Regions from separate parts of the Gossypium arboreum genome. Here region 1 is linked to region 2. Evidence: chromatin contacts called from public Hi-C data. All regions are on one chromosome and are shown on one strand. Each heading gives the region's core, a stretch centred on a gene start, on an enhancer-like site or on the middle of the called end of the contact. The rest is flanking DNA. Distances are from core to core; before and after follow the strand shown. Region 1 holds the start of LOC108450779 (2-methylpropanoate--CoA ligase CCL4-like). Region 2 holds the start of LOC108462490.

What was found. A called contact is a pair of places that touch in the nucleus more often than the background predicts.
Region 1: a Hi-C map of leaf shows a contact between it and region 2, with 4 times the contacts expected there. The contact joins the promoter of LOC108450779 here to the promoter of LOC108462490 in region 2. A contact is called at or near these places in 2 of 5 Hi-C or Micro-C datasets (both in leaf).

What each region holds. Positions count from the first base shown.
Region 1 is chr10:53,930,805-53,933,504 of ASM2569848v2, forward strand. It overlaps LOC108450779 (2-methylpropanoate--CoA ligase CCL4-like), which reads right to left and starts at 1,373. Exons shown (of 1, transcript XM_017748544.2): 1 at 1-1,373. The coding sequence starts at 1,111.
Region 2 is chr10:53,472,559-53,475,258 of ASM2569848v2, forward strand. It overlaps LOC108462490, which reads left to right and starts at 1,289. Exons shown (of 2, transcript XM_017762431.1): 1 at 1,289-1,340; 2 at 1,592-2,241. The coding sequence starts at 1,289. The coding sequence ends at 2,241.

The sequences.
Region 1 (2,700 bases), core at 123-2,622, 460 kb after region 2:
CCGCTTCCGTCACAGTCAGAGTTCTCACTCCTTGTCTCGCTTTCAGCCTCGCCCTCTCCGCCAATGGAAACTTGTTCCATTCCCTTTTCCAAGCACAAGAAACAACCAGTCCTCCCGTTTCGGTTAACCCGTACCCGTGACTCACTATGAAACCGAGTGACTCGGTCCTGGAAAGAACCGCTGCTGGCGGTGGAGCTCCAGCGGTGAGGATTTGGACTGGATTTTGGAGTGGTTTAGTTTCAGGAGAATTTGATAACATGTTAAGCACCACGGGGGCTCCACACATATGAGTGACGCCATGTTTTCTGATCAAATTATAGATGATTGGGGCGTCGAATTTTCGAACGCAAATATTAGTTCCACCGACGGCAGCCATCCCCCAAGTGAAACTCCACCCATTAGCATGAAACATTGGGAGTGTCCATAAATAAACAGGTTGTTTTGGAACTTCCCAATCGATTAAAGAATCAACGGTGATGGTGAAAACTGCCCTGTGGCAATGAACCACTCCTTTAGGAGACGAGGTGGTACCTGATGTATAGTTCAAAACAATCGGATTCCACTCACTTTCAGGCCGAATCCACTTGAAACCAGGGTTGCCTTTCACCACCAGACTCTCATACGTGCAACAGAAGCGAGAGTCAAGTGTGGAACTCACACCATCATCCTCATCATCTTTGATTAAGACCAGAAGTGGGGGGGTTTCGTTGGGAGGAAACAAAGAGATGGCTTCCAAGGCCAGAGACTGAGAAAGGGTATCGACAAAGAGGAGCTTTGATTCACCGTGACATAGGAGGATGGAGACAGTGCGGGCATCAAGGCGGGTGTTGATGCTGTTTAGGACAGCACCAGACATGGGAACAGCGAAATGAAGCTCGTACATTGCTGGGATGTTGGGGGCTAAAACGGAAACGACGTGGCCGGTTTTGATGCCGGTAGAGGAGAGGGAAGAAGCTAACTGGAGACATCGCCGGTGGGTTTCAGACCAAGTGTAGGAAGTATTATTGTAGATGATGGAGGTGCAATCACCGTACACTGTGGCTGCTCTGTCTAAGAAGCCTAGTGGGGTGAGAGGGGAAGAATTTGTGGGCCTTGACTTTAGCTCTTCCATTAATTTTCCTCCTTGAAACGCAGGTGGTTTGGTTTTTTTTTTTTTCCTTATAACCTTTTAGAGGTGCGTTTTGTGGGTGTGTAACGATAGAGATTCAATAGTTACAAGTAAACACAAATTAAATTTTGAACAACATAAACGGAACACAGATTAGATTTGATTGTTCAAACAGAAAAACAAGGGAAGAAACAGGCGACTAATTAAAGCTCCTCCTGTGTGGTGTTCTAAAGTGAGTCTCGAAGTCAAAGGATCTCGGTATTTGTATAGCTTATCAGTGATTGAAAATGTCTAATCATGAATGCATCCCTCTATTTTACTGAAATTGACATTTTAGCCCTCTTTTTATATAATTACATAAGGGGAATGAGGTTACTTCAGATCAAGCCTAAACTCTTATATTTATAACATAATATTTTTTCCATTGGGTTAAGAGGTTGTTGACTTAATTCTTATATTTTAATTTGCTTTACAAAAACTAATAATTTAGTCTCATTAGGTAACACTATTACACATTGCCTTTGAATTGTTAATCTTAAAATCATCTATTTTTGTAATTCATATGCACAAAATAATTAAAATCAATAATTCAACAATCTATATCGAGCAAATTAGCAAAAAAATAGTGGTTCAACTTCATGTATTTACCAACAACTAGACTAATTTTTTAGTTTTCGTAAAGTACAAAGCTCAAATTTTGACAAATTAAAATAGTGGGACTAACTTATTAATTTTAATAAAATAAAAGGATAGAATTCATAATTGGACCATTCTTTGAAAGTAAGATATTGAAGCAAAGGAGGAAAATATCCTACATGGCATATCTAAAATGATAACAAATGACATCTGTAGTTGGTTGACACATCATTAATTTTGATATTAAAATAGTAATAGGACCCACTATTATGCATAATATTTACCATAATTAAGTTAATATGTATTATTAGTTAGAACCTACATTAATGTTTAAACATATTTAGTAAATAGTTAATTACTTGATATAGTTTTACCATAATTTGTTTATCTAATATAAATTCACCATAATCAATTAATATATATTAACCATAATTAGTTCACATAATATAATTAATCATAATTACTTAATATACATTTACTATAATTAGTTTACATATTTACAATAATATACATTTGTGTATCACATTTAATAATAGCTACATAAAATTGAAAAATTATATATATTTTGTGATAAAGAAGAATTAAAAAAAACAAATTACATTACAAAACGCAATCCCTCAAACGGGAGACTTCAAAAACTTGTAATCATTGACTATCCAAGTGAACCAATTTGAACAGTCAATTAGCTTCTTAGTTCTCTTCTCTAAGGAAATGGCAAATACTCTAATGTTGAATTCGAGAAAACAACTGAATAATCCTCCTAATCAAAGCAAAGTTAGACCCTCCTGTAAATCCCTCCTTTAAGGTATTGGCCACTTCAAGGCTATCTGTCTGAACCATTATATTATCATATCCTCGATCAACTAAGATGCCTAAGCCATCTAAGATGCCTCACAATTCAGCCTCGAACACTGAACAACTCCCGAAGAATCTGTTAAAGCCAAAGATCCACTTCT
Region 2 (2,700 bases), core at 39-2,538:
TTCTCTAGGTTTTTTCTGTGTGATGGAAGAGGGTTTAGCTATCTTAATCTTCTTGACGAAGTGGAGGAGGCTTTCCATGGGGAAATTTCGTCAGTGCATCGGAGTTATCAATTTTGTTTAGTGGGGTGATGCTTGACTGATAGTATCATCCACTTCCCTTCCTTGCGCAATACTATAGTTTATCTTTGGCATCCGATTGAGGGAATTTTCATTTCGAATCTTGGGGAAAAAATGTTTCTTTTCTAATTTTTTCATGAAGTGGACATTCATCGGGTGCTTTCGGGGACACCATGGGTTTTCAATAATCATCTGATTATTCTTCGTAGAATCTAACAGGGGGAAGATCCAGCTGTTGTTCCTTTATTGTTAACTGAATTTTGGGTTCAAATACACGACTTGCCACTAAGGTTGATGACGGAAACAATGCAATACAGTTTGGAGAGTTTTTGGGACAGTTTCTTGAGTACGACACCTCTATTCCAACTATAGGGATTAATAAATTTATGCGTATTCGAGTTAGGTTGGATGTGTCTCTCCAATTGCAAAGGAAAAAGAAGATTCAAATCGATAAGGAAGGTACAGTTTATGCTTGTTTCCAGTATGAAAAATTGAGCCTCTTTTGCTTTATTTGCGGTAGACTGGGACACAGAAAGAGTTTTTGTCCTTTTCGTACCAGCCTGGATCCATCAAAAATAATTTTTGGTTGGGACATTTCATTACGAGTGGTGGGGCATCAGCGGAATCCTATGGTGAGTAGGTGGCTTCGAGAACCTGACGGTTTAGAATGCCATACTGCAGTTTTGGCAAGAAATCCCACGACCCAAATTCGAGGGAGAGAACTTGATGCTGGGTGTAATTTAAGGAGGGTGATGGGGAATCAATTGGATAAATCTAATATTATCTCTTTAAAATCTGGACAGAATATTTCTTTTAAAGTAGATAAGAATACCTGGCGAAATAATAATAGTATGGAATTAATTGGGGTTGAAAATGATAGTGGGCCCATGGATGGGGTGTTGACCGAAGAAAATGATCCCTTAGTTTCTTTGGAAGGAAAGAAACGACAAAGGTTAGTGGGGGATTCAACTCATGTCGTAGGGGATGTTGCTGAAGAAGACTCAATGATTTTAGCGGTGGCTCTGTAATGAAAATCATAAGCTAGAACGCCTACGGCTTGGGGAGACCGCAGACTGTTAGTAGGCTCAAAAATAAATTACGAGCCATTAATCCCCAGATTTTGTTTCTTATAGAGACAAAATTAAGTTCAAAGAAGATGGAGTTGGTGTGAATGAAGTGTGGATTTGCAAATGGTATTAATGTTGGTGCGTCGGGATCTAAAGGTAGTCTATCGTTAGGTTGGAAACAAAATTCCTTGATTTGGCTTCAGAGTTATTCTTCTTTTCATATTGACGTTGAGGTTCATGATAATGCTTGCGGTGAAGTTTGGCGTCTTATGGGGTTTTATGGGAATCTAGATGAATGAAATAGAGCAATATCATGGGAGTTACTTTGTCAGTTGGGGAATGACCAAATGTTGCCTTGGATTGTGGTTGGGGACTTCAATGAGATTATGCATTCTTTTGAAAAGCAGGGTGGCCGACTTCGTTGAGAACGTCAAATGTTGATTTTCGAGAAGTGTTGGAGGACTGCGGGCTTATTGATTTGGGATTTTTTGGTGGGTGGTTTACATGGGAGCACGGTCGTGTTTTGGCTACCAATATTCGGGAGCATCTGGACAGGGGAATAGCGACTCAAGATTGGATGTCTCTTTTTCCTAGTTACCATTTGGAGCATTTGAGTCACTCATTTTTGGATCATTGCCCGATTCTGTTGGACACACGTGGGCGGGGTGGTGAGTTTCAGCGTTCTAGGAACAGAAGTTTCCGTTTTAAAGTGAAATGGTGTCTAGAACATGATTTTGAGGCTATGGTACAAAGGAGTTGGGAAGATATAACTGAAACTGTCCCAAATAAGTTCATGCTTTTGGGGAAACGTTTTCAGCAGTGGAGTCGGTCTAGGAGTTGGGATCAAAAAACAATTCATAGGGATTTTGAAGAGCGTTTACATGAAGTTTATGACCAGGATCCTTCTGATGAGGTTCTTGTCGAAATCATTGAGGCCCAAATTGGCATTAATTTGGAGATTGACAAAGAAGAAATTTTCTGGGGGCAACGGGCTCATGCCAATTGGTTGCAAAATGGAGATAGAAACACCAACTATTTTCATAAAATTACGGTTTAGCATTTTCAACGAAGTAGGATTATGGGCTTGGAAGAAGAAAATGGTCATTGGGTTTCATCGAATGTGGGAATGCTTCGGCTTGCTTTGAGATTTTTTGAGAATTTGTTTTCGGCTTCTAATTCTGGTCATGACGAGCGACTGTTGGGCTTGGTAGAGAAGCAGATTTCACATAGCATGAATGAGAAATTGCTTCGTCCTTTTTTAGAGGTTGATATTAAGCATGCTATCATGGCAATGGCACCTTTAAAGGCTCCGGGTATTGATGGATTTCCAGCAGTTTTTATTAGAAATGCTGGCATATTGTTGACTTTGAAATCTCCAAGTACTGTTTGTCAATCTTGAAAGGAGAAACTGAAATGGGGGAAATCAATAAAACCCACATTATCTTAATCCCTAAAGTTGATAAACCCAAAAACCTCACACAATTCTGACCTATAAGTCTTCGTAATATAATTTACA